Regions from separate parts of the Mus musculus genome. Here all the other regions are linked to region 1. A link is a contact called in public HiChIP or PLAC-seq and promoter capture Hi-C data. All regions are on one chromosome and are shown on one strand. The core of a region is the stretch at or near the end of the contact, and the rest is flanking DNA. Distances in the headings are between cores, read along the strand shown. Region 1 holds the start of Qrfp (pyroglutamylated RFamide peptide). Region 2 overlaps Dnm1 (dynamin 1). Region 3 holds the start of Dnm1 (dynamin 1).

Evidence for each region. Promoter capture Hi-C pulls out the DNA fragments that hold promoters and counts their contacts. HiChIP or PLAC-seq counts read pairs in DNA pulled down with a chosen protein or histone mark.
Region 2: a FOXA1 HiChIP or PLAC-seq map of pancreatic cancer cells shows a contact between it and region 1. The contact joins the enhancer-like site here to the promoter of Qrfp in region 1. A contact is called at or near these places in 7 of 39 promoter capture datasets (embryonic stem cells, fetal liver, liver and 2 more), 1 of 115 datasets of contacts at active chromatin or transcription factors (pancreatic cancer cells) and 1 of 9 other capture datasets (embryonic stem cells).
Region 3: a promoter capture Hi-C map of liver shows a contact between it and region 1, with 2.6 times the contacts expected there. The contact joins the promoter of Dnm1 here to the promoter of Qrfp in region 1. A contact is called at or near these places in 6 of 39 promoter capture datasets (the C10 cell line, hematopoietic stem and progenitor cells, liver and 2 more).

What each region holds. Positions count from the first base shown.
Region 1 is chr2:31,807,891-31,812,292 of GRCm38.p6, forward strand. Qrfp (pyroglutamylated RFamide peptide) reads right to left here and starts at 2,690. Exons shown (of 2, transcript NM_183424.4): 1 at 2,517-2,690; 2 at 1-1,028. The coding sequence starts at 1,028. The coding sequence ends at 654.
Region 2 is chr2:32,322,883-32,327,561 of GRCm38.p6, forward strand. Dnm1 (dynamin 1) reads right to left here. Exons shown (of 23, transcript NM_001301737.1): 12 at 778-848; 13 at 540-591; 14 at 297-308. Among named protein-coding and RNA genes, the nearest start is that of Mir199b, 6.8 kb to the left of the region's middle. Within about 2 kb of position 2,674, at least 56 of the 459 cell types and tissues checked have an H3K27ac peak or open chromatin away from gene starts, as enhancers often do. A contact at or near this core is called in pancreatic cancer cells, where this site is marked.
Region 3 is chr2:32,351,850-32,356,906 of GRCm38.p6, forward strand. It overlaps Dnm1 (dynamin 1), which reads right to left and starts at 1,480. Exons shown (of 23, transcript NM_001301737.1): 1 at 1,200-1,480. The coding sequence starts at 1,360. It overlaps Gm39787 (a long non-coding RNA gene), which reads left to right and starts at 3,910. Exons shown (of 2, transcript XR_866125.1): 1 at 3,910-5,057. It also overlaps the pseudogene Gm52590.

The DNA.
Region 1 (4,402 bases), core at 1,440-3,939:
AGAACACACTGACTGTTTTGGGTTTGTTTGTGTCTGGGTTATTTTCTTCTCCTTCATTTCTCTACTTTCAGACTCACATTTTATACACAGCGGAGTGCGCTCTTTCACAGCGCGCCCCTTCAGATGTCAGCTACCAGTGTCCCTTCGGAGACTGTCAGAACTTTGATTTCCAGCTGTAATCTCTCAGTCCACCTACCGACAAATGAACAACAGAGCCAGAGGCCTGTTGTATCCACGGCCCCAGCACAGCCTCAATGCGCTGCCACTGGGGACCGGGGACTGCTCCAGTCAGACCACTGGGGAAAGTCGGAGGCTGAGACAGACAGCAGCCCGAGTCATGGGCTAGGATAAGGACACATTGTCTTACTGACCAAGACAAGCTTGGTCCTCCTGTGTGCAGGGTTTCAGGAGTAGGGTGGGGTGGAGGGAGGAGAGGGGATTGCTCATTTTGGTTTTTTGTTTGTTTGTTTGGTTTTTTTTTTTTTTCTTGAACACCACCCAGATTTCTCACTTTAGCAAAGTTGGAAATGAAAATGTGAACACACCTATTCACCACCACTAGTGCACTGTGATACTCTCTCCGGGTCTGGGTTCCTGAGGTTGGGGCCGGGGCAACAGTAGACGGTCAGACGGGGCAGAGTCCACGCAGGCCCTCACCGTCCAAAGCGGAAGCTGAAGCCTCCCTTCCTCCGGCTGTAGCTGCTCAGCTCCTCTGCCAGAGTCCCCAGAGGGCCGCTGGCCTTCTCCGAGTCGGCGGGCAGGAACCCTGCGGCCTCACTGCTACCGTCTTGCCTCCCTAGACGGAAGCCGGTGTGCTCCCTGTGGGAGGCCTGCTGCTCCCTGGCCACCACAAGCAGGGCCTGTGGCTGTGGATTTTGAACCGAGTTGGGGGGATGTCCCTCAGCCAGCTGGGCCCAGTTCATCCTGGCTCCGATGTCACCGATGTCTGTGGGTCCCCTTCTGTCCAGCAGGGGAAAGCAGGCACTCAGAGGGAGAAGTAGGGAAAGCAAAGGCCGGAAGCCCCTCATCTGAGCAGAGGAGGGAGAGAGAGGAGGGGGTAGTGGCCAGCATTTGGCCACATGCAATCCCTGGCCCCAGGCTTCCCAAGGTCTGGGCAGCCCTTGGAGGGATAGCTGCTGACTGTGCTTAGCCTGGTTCCCTAGCACCCAGGACACCAGGCTGTCGTAGCCACCGCGGGAGCCAGCTGGACCAATTAGTCTGATTCCTATTCACCTGTAGCCGGGGAGCTGCCTGCCTTGGTGGCTCAGTACTGGAATACCAGAGCTGCCAGCTGGCTTGCAGAGGTACCCGGGTGGCCCTCGGGGCTGTGTGCATTTGGGTTCAATTTTCTATTATAATTATTGACTCTTGGGCCGTAGGCAGAGTGAGAAGCTGCCGTGTTTTCAACTTGATAATGAATAGGTCTAGCAGCTCTGCTGGGAAACCCCACTGTCTCCCTAATTCAGGAACAAGTTGCTCTTGGGAGGGGGAAATGGGCCTGGTGGCCCTTGTGTAAGTCAAACTCCTACCTGGGGAGGAGCTAGAGGCAAGGCTGGGGACAGCCAGCACCCACTGAGCTCCCACTGGGCAGGACAGGCTCTGGTGAATGGGTTTCTCTGTACAGTAAGTCTGTCTACAGCAAACGCTGCCCCACCACACAGCTCTGGGCTCTAATGTCAGTGTGGTTTCTCCCTGTGCCAGTCTCTAGGGAAATGATTGCTTCCTGATGATAGCCATCCAGCCCACCAACCCCGGGGCCACCCCCCCTAGGACCTCAGGCACAGAGAGCCTCAGGGTTTGCCCTAGGTCCTACAGCTTTATAAGAAAGAGAGCTGAATTCAAGGTAGCCTCATTACTCTGTGCCCCCATACCTGTCTCATTGTCTCGAGGTCCCCCCCCCCACATCCCTTGGTGGGAACTGTTCCCTTCCCTCACAGAGGATGCTTGTGTTTGCAGTGACCATGGGTGAGCTGAGCCGAGCTGGCTCATCCTCTGAGGAAGCCCCTGAAGCTGGAAGTGGCGGGGGACGGAGGGGGGAGGGGGGGGGACAGGGGGGACGACTTCTTTCCAGAAACAGCTCCCTTGAAAACATTTCAAAGAAGTGAGCGCAGCCAGAAAGCTTCAAAAACAACAACAAAAGCAGCCCTGCTTTCTACCCAAATCCAGCTTGCTAAGCCCCCTAGTCCCCAGGGCCTGGAGTAGCCTCCAGTCTGCTGCTGCTAAAGGGGCTTCCTCAGGCACGGGTGGAGAGGGCAGGGCCCCCCACATGGGACAGACAAGTCTCATTCCCTTCTCCCCATAGAAGGGGAGGACCAGGAATGGTCTTTATCCCCAGAGATTAATACTTCCTGGCTGGCATCTAGGGCCGGCTGGCTCTGGTGGAACTTGAGCTGAGGATGAAGCTGCGGGTCTCCCACACACCCGCCCTTCCTGGTGTGTGGCTCGTGGTGCTGGCTGTACCCGCCTGCACCCAGCTCACCTGGAGAGCCTGGCCTCCCGTCCCTTGCTGTACTCACTGTGCTGAGGGCTGCTCTAAGAAGGGCAGGTGAGTCCCTGGACCCCAGTTGTCAGGCAGAGCTGCTCAGGTCCCGGTCCAGCAGGCATGGCTCTGGGGTTCCCCCGCTTTATAAAGCTCCCTGGAGAGGCGAGCCCCAGCCTGCCTGATTGCTATGCATTCCTAGCCCCAGGATTCCTTTGGGGCTGCTGGTGGTGAAGGAAGGGGCACCGTGGGCCAAAGGACAAAGAGACAACGCAAACAGGATGTGGTCTGATGAAGAGTGGCGGGCGCCACCCTTGCAGCACAGAGAGCATCATCACGGGTCAACCGCGGGCTCAGACACTGGAGGTTCCCGGTGGAGACATGGAGGCCCACTCTTGAGAACCCTGATGGTGGCCCTGCCTTGGTCTCCCTCCAGAGACGGTGGGCTTACAGAGGCAGCATCCTCACTGCTGAGAGGGCTTGGAGGGTCATGGACACCCAGTCCCTTCTGTAGGCAGATGAGGTGTTCTGGTATATGATATACCCCTCCTTAGGAGCCTCGGGAGACATGAAACTGGGCAGGAATTCTTGGTTCTGAGGGGTTCAAGGTTTAGAACTCATGGCTAAGCAGGTCCCTCTCGGGCGACAGCTCCAGCAACACACTCAGTCTGTGACAACAGTGGTATGTTCTGTCTCTCTCACCATGCGGCCTCATGGCTGGTCATACTTTCCAGAGTTGGCTGCCCATCCAGACATAAAGCCACAGGGCCTGCCCTTCTAAATGGCGGAGTATGATCATACCTACCTCCCCAGTGGCTGTCAAGGTGGCTGGGAGATAAGGCATCGAGTTAGCTAGGTGTAGACTTGGCAAAGGTGTAGGGCAGGTAATGAGGCCTTCCTCCCACACTGGCACCCTCAGGAAGGACAGGGTTGTCTGTCACCACCACCCCTAACCACACACCATGACTTCTCTTCCGCTGAGTCCACGGCTGGGTGCTGTTCTTACCGGCCGGCACCACCGCAGTGAGTGTGTGTCTGCAGGGGCTGTAGATACCTCATCTCCATAGCCTCCTCCTTTTACCAGACTCCCTCTGGATGCTGACCACGGGTGCTCTGGCCAAGGTGTGGTCACTGCCCATTCCAGGGCCACTACTCAGTGCAGTTCTTCCGGTGACTAATGACAATGCCCCACCCACACACCCTGGATTCAGCAACTGCATGGTAGGGTGGGACCCTTCCCCTGTGGCCCACTCAGTTCCTCAGTTCACACTGGGCTCCCACCTGCCGTGCTGTGACTATGGGGCTGGGAGGCCAGCTCAGACATTTGCTTTAATCAAACACTTGGCTCTGAGGGCTGGGCAGACTCCCAAAGCGCTTTTCAGGCACACTCCTGGGTTCCTGCCTGCATCTGTCCCTCTGATCCTTGAGCCCCAGTGTCTTCAGCTACTGTCCGCCATGATGGGGGACCTTGCCAGCAGCTGCTGTCCAGGCCAGCGTGGAGTCTGGAGTTGAGGGTGTTTCTGATGTCATCGAGCAGGATGGGCCTTGTCAAGGTTAGAGGCTGAGCAAAGAAGGAAGCAGTGTTACAGGAGGAATTGGGGTGGGGGGTAGCTTTCCAGGAGGTTCCAAGGCTCTCTGAGTTGCAGTCCTGAGGGCACAGGGCTCCATGCAGCCTGTCCAGGCTTCCTTGCAGCCTGGCTTCTGGACCCATCTGTGTTTCTCATGGTGTGAGGGAGGGCTGAGACTGGGTGAGAAAGGGTATATTCATGACAGCCAGTCTGGGCTGTGCCCTTGCAGGTTCCTGGTTTCATCTGAATGATCCCCCCCCCCCCCCAGAATAGGACCCAGCTTGGAACACCATATGGCTATGATCTCCATCAGCCCCGAACCTCTGAAATTGATGATGTCACAACACTCCTCAAG
Region 2 (4,679 bases), core at 1,424-3,923, 510 kb after region 1:
CATTCCTCCAATAGACTTTTAAAGAGCATCTACCTAGCCCTGGGCCCATCCATCCCCATGTAGGGTAGCTCTGCCTACAGCAGGTGCTTGGCTTGTGCACATTTATAGATGGGTTATGGAACTGTGAGCATGGCTGGGCCTTTCTCTGTCCTGTGAGCAGGTGTGAAAATTATGTGCTGGTATGTGTAAGGTGCTCAAAGGGTACCCTCTGCCCCATGCAGATCCCCATCACCAGCAAGACTCCCCGTCACTGCACAAGCCAAGACCCCCTCCCCGCCCCCAGTCCTGGTACTCACCAGAATCTCATCCTGCAAAGAGGTAACCATAGCAACCAGGAGAAGTAACCATAGCAACCAGGAGAAGCATCATTGGGGAGAGAGGAAAGAAGATTACTGAGGCAGAGTGAGAAGCTTGTGGCTGGCAGAGGGCAGGCTCTCTGGCCCCTGTAGGACCCTTCCCATTGGGAGAGGGGGATCTCAGAGCTCCAAGTCCTTCCGGCATCCTCCATCCATTGGGCTGGGAGACTGGGGCCCACTCACCTGGTTCCCTGAAGTCTTCTTCTTGTTCATCTGGTTGCTTCTCTGCTGAGCACTAATGGGAGAGAGGGGAGGAGTCTCAAAATTTCTCTCAAGAGGCCCAGCTCCACTGCTCACTGCTCATACGGCACAGTACTTAGAGGGTTAAGCTGGCAGAGCTGGAATCTACATACACACATGTGCACATATGCATGCTTATGTGCATGCACACACACAGAGGATCACTCCTGGGAGCACTCACTTGGCAAAGCCTATGAAGTCTTCGTGGTTGGTATTCATGTAAGCCAGCTCAATGTCGATGAGAAGCATGACCTTCAAGGGTCCCCAAGTCGATGAACAAATAGAAAAGATGACACAGAGTTTAAGAATGATGACAAGCTAGGAGAGAGATGCTTTTGGTACATTTAGAAGGTTAGGATCCATAATAAATAAAAAGTCCCTATAGTCAATAATTGAAAGACAAAAGAAAAGACAGGTCAAGCCGGGTATGGTGGCGCATGCCTTTAATCCCAGCACTTGGGAGGCAGAGGCAGATGGATTTCTGAGTTCGAGACCAGCCTGGTCTACAAAGTGAGTTCCAGGACAGCCAAGGCTACACAGAGAAACCCTGTCTCGAAAAAAAAAAGTATGCAAAAACTGAAATCATTATTTTATATATAATTAATATATGCTAATAAAACAGTCTTAAAATATGCAAAAATTGTCCACCCTTGTTCATAAAGAGCTCCTAGTCAAATCAGAAATATCTCCCCCCAACTTCTTTTTTTTAGAGACAGGGTTTCTCTGTGTAGCCCTGGCTGTCCTGGAACTCACTTCATAGACCAGGCTGGCCTCGAACTCAGAAATCCACCTGCCTCTGCCTCCCAAGTGCTGGGATTAAAGGCGTGCACCACCACGCCCAGCAGATCTTTCTTAACCCTAATGAATAGTAAGTGTTAATAAAGGTTAGGATAGCATGTGCATAGGAAGATGGAACTGTAGCTCTTTTTTTTTTTTACTTTTGAAAAGATTTACGGATTATTATTTATGTTATGTGTATGGATGTTTTGTCTGCATGCCTCTGTATGCATCACTTACATACAGTGCCTCCAGAGGCCAGAAGAGGGCGTCCAGTCACCTAAAACTGGAGTTACAGGTGGTTGTGGGCTGCCATGTCGGTTCTGGGAACCAAACCCTGGCAGCCAGTCAGTGCTCTTAATCTCTGAGCCATCTCCCCAGACCCAGCGCTGTAACTCTTGTTTTTGTACTGTGGTGGATGGAACACAGTTACCTACATAAGTGAGGCAGGAGCTGCTGTGAGTAATTAGTGTTACTTGTGGAAGGTGACCTGGTAATGCTTAACATTAAAGTTAACCTTTCTAGAACTGTATCTCAGATAAGCTCATCGAATAATCAAAGATCTAGGAGCCAGAGCGTCCAAGGTGGGTAAAGTTCTCTCTCTCTCTCTCTCTCTCTCTCTCTCTCTCTCACACACACACACACACACACACACATACACAAGATGTTTATGTTCACTGCCCAGGCTAGTCTTGAACTCTGGGGTGTAAGTGCTCCTCCAACCTCAGTCTTCCCAGTACCCAGTACCAGGGACAATAGGCCTATGTCTACAAGCTTGGGTGTGGTATAATTTGTAATGGAAGAAATTTGGGAACAAGGCAATGACCATTAGAAAGTGAAATAGATTAGGTGGCCTGACAATGAAAGACTCTATAGATGTTCAAAAGCATAGGAAAATTCTAGACTGTTGTGGAGAAACACAACACACACACACACACACACACACACACACTACAAATTCTGAAGTGTGACGATACTTGTATTTGGGTCTTTTGTTTTGCTGTGGTTTGTTTTGGTTTGGTTTATGAGACAGGGTCTTACATAGCCCAAGTCTGGCTTCAAATTCTTTAGGTAGCTGAGGCTAGCTTTGAGTGCCTGATCTTTCTGCCTCCACCTCCAAAGAGCTGGGGTTCCAGGCAAATGCCACCACGTCCAGCCTTGAGTCTTGATGAAAGTGACTGCTGGGTCCACCCCTAAGTCCTCTTCCTCCCTTCCTGTGAGCTGGGGCCTGTCCTTCCTGAGGCGGACATTCTGCTGAGGAAGCACTTCTGGACCTGAAGGACTGGCGAACACAAATTACACTGAAGTGAGTCACTCCTTCAGCATGTCAGAGAGCCAGCAGATGCTCAATAGTGTGAGTGTTGTTGAGAGAAAGGCACAATGCACCGGAAGAATATGGTTCCTAGAGGTAGCGCTGAAGCTGGGGGTGTGGCTCAGGTGACAGCGTCCTTGCCTAGCACGCAGGAAGCCCTGGCTTCACTCTCTAACAAACACCACATAAAGTGGGCATGGTGGCTCATTCCTGTAATCTGAGCATTCATAGGGGAGGAGCAGGAGGAGTAGGACTGCAAGTTTATCCTCTGCTACGTAGTGAATTCAAAGCAGCCTGGGCTATGTAAGTCCTAACACTCACACATACACAGTTGGAGGGACACAGTTGGAGGGGGACAGTTGGAGGGAGAGAGGAATGGAGGGGAGAAGGAGGTGGGATGCTGGGTAGCATCACACTGAAGTGATTTGTGGGCAGACGTGGGTGAGAGCGGTGTGTATACCGCGTGTGCACATGGAGATCAGAAGATAATAACCATGGCTTTCCTTGCTTGCCGGCTACCTTGGTTGAGACAAGGTCTCTTGCTATTTACCGTTGCACACACCAAGCTAGCTGGACCTTGGGCTTCCTGGGGTTCTCATGCTCTCCCCCCCCACCCCCCCGAAGAAAGTTATCAAGACAGGATCCCTCTATGTAGTCCTGGCTGTCCTGGGACTTGCTACTTGCTATCTGGCCTCAAATTCAGAGCGATCCTCTTTCACCTTCTTACGCCACTTTCCAGGAATCCTGGAACACAGCTGTTCCTAAGGACATTTGGCATAATAAGGACTTAAAAACATGAAAGAGAACCAAGGATACATGGTGGAGAAGGGATATGCACGAGGACATGGGTGGGGTGAGGGAACAGGAAGGTGGAGCACCAAGGTAAGTTTAGAGAGGTAACAGACAATCAAAGAGTGGGTAAGTGGTGCCGGCCTTTAATCCCAGCCCTTGGGAGGTAGAGGCAGGCGGATCTCTGAGTCTGAGGCCAGCCTGGTCTACAGAGTGAGTTCCAGGCTACATAGTGAGACCCTGTTCTGAGCCTCAGGAGGCCCAAATATCTCTGCTCTTCCCAAAGACAACATCTGGTGTCTAAATCTGTGAATGAATGAATATTTCAGAAACAGAAATGCAAAAGGTGGATCGGCTGTGAGGGCCCAAGGCCAGCCAGAGACTTAGCAAACAGACAGACAGACAGACAGACAGAGGAAGGCCTCAGGGGGATGGCTGCACAGACCACCAGGAAGCCAAGGATGCCAGATAGACAAAGAAAAAGGAAGGATCTGGAATCTGGATGCAGGGGGTAGGTACACTCCAGAGGACGAGGCAGGAGGATCATAGGTTTGTGGCCAGCTTAGGCTACATAGTGAGATTTCAATTTGGGGTGGAGGACAGATGGGAAGAGAGGAAGAAAGAGAGGAAGGGAGGGAGGGAAGGAGCAAAAGAAACAAGAAACGGAAGGAGGAAAGAGAGAGAGAGAGAGAACATGGTGGGAGTATAAAGGGTGAAATAAGTGTGGTGGTTTCTCAAATAACTAAACAAATGGGGTCAACCCGGGATGCAGCTCAGCGGTAGCCTGTGTGCTCAGCGCGTGTCTGGCCCTGCACGCAATTCGCAGGACAACTAGTAAAAACATGGTAGGTGGCATCACCATATGATCACCAATTCTACTCCTGAGTGTAGACCCCAAAGAATTGCAAGCAGGGACCTGAGGCAATATTTGGCCAGCCATATTAATTAGCAGGATTATATACAACAGCCAAAGGGTGCCAGAGGGGCTGGGGAGATGGCTCAGCGGTTAAGAGCACTGGTTGCTCTTCCAGAGGGCCTGGCTCAATTCCCAGCAACCACATGGAGGTTCACCGTAACTCCACTGCATTTTCCAGTGCACAAAAATGATACACAGAGACGCACACAGGCAAAACACCCATGCACGGAAAAAAACTTAAGGTGGAAAAGACTGTACTAGATAAACAAAAACTTAGTATATAGTCAAC
Region 3 (5,057 bases), core at 230-2,729, 540 kb after region 1:
GGAAGGAGGGGCCGCCGCCGCCTCCCTCTCCCTCACGCCTGTCATTTCCTTAGCCATGAAGGTCATTGCAAGAAAGCAAGACTTTCTAGAAAGATGAGAGCTTGCACCTAGCGGGTGAGGGGTCAAGGTTAGCACTGGTGCATCCTCTCTGGTCCTGGCAGTCCCCTTCCCAGAGTGCACCTGAGCTTAGAATGAGCTGCTCTTTCTAAGAACCAGAAATGCCACTTCTGTCTTCCCTAGCTCCAAAGGAGCCTAGGGAGGTGGTGCGGAGGGGGGTCACGACCCTGCTTGCCCCCTCTAAGTCCAAGACCCTTTGTCTCTAAGGCTCTCCTCCACTCTGCCACCTGGCCTTCCCAGAGCCTTGTGGGATCAGAGGCCAGAGGAGGATTAGGTTCTGCAATGGCTCACCACCCCCCTCCTCGCCATCCTGCCTCCTGGACTTAGTCATCTCTGCCCTCTGCCGCCTTTTCTCTCCATCACAACCCTTCTGCCAGGCCAGGGGAGGAGGACGCTGACAAGCAGCCCCTTCCCAAGGGGTGCAGCGAAGGCAGGCTGCTCCGTAGAGGCTCACAGGCCGCTTCTCCTCCCGCTGCCATCCCCCCCCTTCCTTTCCTCGCACCGCAGCCCGCGCCTCCCCCTCTGCCTCTCTGCGCACGGATGGCGGCGGGAGCCGCAGAGGTGTGTGTGTGTGTGTGTGTGTGTGTGTGTGTGTGTGTGTGTGTGTGTGTGTGCGCGCGCGCGCGCGCGCGCCTGTGCGTGTGCGGGGTGGGGGGGTTGTGCCTGGTCTCCGATGCCTATGGGGCTGTGTCCTTTTCTAGGGACTGGGGGAGGGGGCTGTCCCCTGTCACGACCAGGAATTCCCATGGGGTCAGAGCGGGTTCCAAGGAGCCCAGGAAGGGGATATTGCCCTCTGGGTGCTCTCAGCTCCCAGTGAGGCGCTGAGTAATGTGGGCCCCCTCGGTGAGGGTATTGGCGATCAAGGACAGCTCTCTGCCGAGGTCGCTCTACAGACGATGGGGTGAACGAGGGGGCGTGAGTGGGGGGACTCCACTGATATCCGCGGGCTGGCGGGGGCGCTGCGGACCCCAGGACTCAAGCGGGGGGCGGGGGCGCTCGGTCCGCTAGAGCAGCGCCCAGACCGTCGGATCCCGGGGTGGGGACCCGGGGCACCGTGATGCGGGTGTCCGCGCCGCTCCTACCTGCCCACGAAATTCTCCAGCACCGAGCTCTTGCCGGCGCTCTGGCCGCCTACCACGGCGATCTGCGGCAGGTCGAGGTCCGCGTTCTGGCCGATGGCGGAGAAGGCGTCCTGTAACCGGTTAACCAGCGGGATGAGGTCTTCCATGCCGCGGTTGCCCATGGTTGCGGCGGGCCCGGCGGGCTGCGATCCGGCCGCCGCTCCTGCTCTGGCTCTTGGCCCCCGGCTTCGCGGCTGCAGCCGAATATCCCGACTGCGTGCGCCGCGGGTCCCCCGCCCCTCGGGGATCCGAGCGGAGCGCTTCTCCAGGCCGCCGCTAGATGGCGCGCGGGGATTCGCGGACTGGTCACTATGCGCAGACGCAACGCGGGGCGCCATGGGTGTTGTCGTTTTCTTCTTCTGCGGCTTTCGGGAGACTTACCTGTGTTTCTGGGATACGGATGCTGCACCGAAGATAATACTTTTGGTGATGGCTAGGGGTGCTAACTCTAGAAATGGGCTAGTATGTGGTGGTCATGATTACTTCATTTCAGCAGTTATTCCCAGTGGAGAAACTGAGGCCTTAGAGGGAAGATCTGGCACCCACAGGCTGCTGCAGTCAGCTGACCAAAGTCAACCCTAGTCCACTTAGCCTTTCTAGTCTAGGTTCTGACACTAATCAAAAATCTGCAGCATATTCCTTCCTATCCTGGGGCCTCAGTGTTTCTGGTTCTAGGAGGAAGAAAGAAAAACCATTGATTCAACAAATTACCAGGAGCCCATGATAAGCTAGACCCCTTCCTAAGTTTACAGACACAAAACTCGGCAGAACAGCTAGGGACTTTACACTCAGAGATCTTACAGGTGGTGGGATAGACGGGACACAGAAGAGCGTTTGTACTAGAAGAAACAGAGAAAACCAACAGGGCTTGGAAAGTCACATTAGCCAGAAGGGGGCAAAGGTTTTCCAAAGAAATTACCTTTGAAAGGGAACCTAACTGATAAGAAGGGGCCCGACACCCTGATGGAGTGGACAGGAAGTGCAAAGGCCCCAATACCTAGGAAGTGCTGCCGAGGAGAGGCAAAAGTTCTTGTCTTGAACTCTAAGGCTCCAAGAGGATGAGCGCCAGGCCCAGAGTGGCAAATAGTGCTATTCAAACCAGGGGTTCTTGCAGCCATACTTGCCTGTCCTTTTCACACAGACAGATAGTTGGATCTAGGTTCGGCTACTCACTTTTGCATCAAGAAGGACCTAGTTAGGACTCCTGACAAAGAAGCCAAGAAAGAGAGGGTTATCGGGTCACTTCTATGTTCTGAGACTAGGGAAGTGCCCTAGGCATTAGAGACTATCCATTTTTTTCACCCACTGAATGTGTGGTTGCTGAGCAGGCTAGCTCCCGCTAGACCCCAGAGACAAGGCAGTGACAAGCCACCTACAAGTGGCTCAAAGTCAAGTGGAAAAGGGAGGGGTCATATGCCAATAAATATGACTCTTTCCGGGGGTGATGAGTGGAGAGCAGGGCTGGGGCAGGGCTTGTGTTGTTAACTCATACAGGATAATAATGCTGGAACAGAGACTAGAAGTGTGTGGACCATGAGCCCAGTGAGAAGGGATTTCCAGTTAGGGGAGAACCACCCAGACCTTACCTCTGGGTCATTTCTGGGTCATAGCTATCTAATCTGTAGAGTTGGCACAATGACAAAATAGAATGTCTGTGTGAGGCCCAGCCCAGACCTGGTGTGCATTGACCCTCATTAACAACCATGCCAACCACATCAGAAATCCAGGAGCTGAAACACCAGCCCCAATACCCCTCATCCAGAGCCGCTATTCTCAGCCAGCCTAGAGAGGACAGGGATGTGAGCCAAGGTGACCAGCACCATCAAGTTAGGCTGGGCATACAGTTTGAAGATGTCTGTCTGGACCATTGCAACTGAGCTTTTGTTATTCTTCTTTATCCTTCTGAGGGGAAAGTGTGACTCTAGTGCTCCACTGCTACAAATAGTGCAGTTGAGTTTCCCCACATTTGGGGACCTCACAGGGTCAGCACACCTTGGGAAAACCACTTTCTAGATCATGACGTCTCTCCTGCCAGCTAAGTATTATGATTTCACCCCTTAAACACAGTGGTAAAACTTACTGTTAAAACCACACTCTCGGGCTGGTGAGATGGCTCAGTGGTTAAGAGCACTGACTGCTCTTCCAAAGGTCATGAGTTCAAATCCCAGCAACCACATGGTGGCTCACAACCATCCGTAAGGAGATCTGACTCTCTCTTCTGGAGTGTCTGAAGTCAGCTACAGTGTACTTACATATAATTAAAAAAAGAAAGAAAGGGGGCTGGTGAGATGGCTCAGTGGGTAAGAGCACCCGACTGCTCTTCCGAAGGTCCGGAGTTCAAATCCCAGCAACCACATGGTGGCTCACAACCATCCGTAATGAGATCTGGCGCCCTCTTCTGGAGTGTCTGAAGACAGCTACAGTGTACTTACATATAATAAATAAATAAATCTAAAAAAAAAAATAAAAAAAAAAAAAAGAAAGAAAGAAAGAAAGAAAGAAAGAAAGAAAGAAAGAAAGAAAGAAAGAGAGAAAGAAAGAAAGAACACTCTCACTGAGCGTGGTGGTGCACACCTTTAATCCCAGCACTCGGGAGGCAGAGGCAAGTGGATTTCTGAGTTCAAAGCCAGCCTGGTCTTCAAAGTGAGTTCCAGGACAGCCAGAGCTATACAGAGAAACCCTGTCTCCAAAAAAAAAAAAACCACACTCTCCAGAAGTATTTGAAAGCCTCAGGGCTATCTTCCCATCTTTGGGTCAGTGTTAGAGCTGAGAGTTCATTCTGTAGCCTACCTTTTATCTTTACAAAATGAGATTGTGCTAGCTGCCCTGTGATACTTAATCCTGGAGCCACTGGGACATGGTGGGAAGTTGGTCAGAAATCCGGGCCTCACCCAGGACATTGTGTGTCACAACTTGAGTGTAACAGGGACCAAGTTCTCTAGATATTGCTGGGCACACTGAAGTTGGGGTGTGGAAGAGGGTGATGCTGTGGGCAGAGGATATTGCACACAGGTGTCAATTGATAAGCAAACGCACCTGACATACCCTTTGACCCCCTATTCGAGAAATAGTTTTGTCAAGGCTGAAAGAGGGCTTCTACAGAGAGAGTCCAAGTGCAGAGATGCTGAGTGTTCTGAGGGCCAATACATCCTTCAAATGAGAGCTCCCAAAGTGGCTTTGGCCCTCTGCTTTGAACCCTGGGAAGGGTGGATGCTACGCTGAGCTCCAGACGTTTGGCCACCACGGAGCCCAGTTATTAATAGGAGCATAGCCTAAGCCGTTCCTCCCAGCCAGTGACTGCCCTGGGCGCTTCCTCTGGCTCCATCTCAGAACTTAATAGCTTGCTATGACAGGTGAGGAGAATGAGGCACAGAGCGGCTGCCGAGTAATGTGTCCAAGGTCACAAAGCCAAGAAGTGACAGAGTCAAGCTGCCAGTGGAGGCTGGTGTGACTACTGACAGCATCGTCTGTACTGAGAGTCTATGTATTTTCGTGTGTTGGTGTGTGAGTGTGTGCACGTGTGCATGGATGTGTGGGCAGAGGGTGAAAGAGAAAGTCGATGGTGTCCTTGGCTGCCATCTACCTTGGTTTTTGATATGGGGTCCCTCATTGGCCTGGGGCTCCTCTTGTAGGTACAGCAACTGACCACCTGCCCTGGGGTCTTGCTCTTTCTGCTTCCTCTGCACTGAAATTACAAGCATGGGCTCCATCCTGGGCTTTTTAAATATGTCCTGGGGGTTCCAACTCTGGTCTTTATCCTTACAAGGTCAACCCTTTACCAAGTGAGCTATCTTCCTAGCTAAATATATGTGTTTTGAG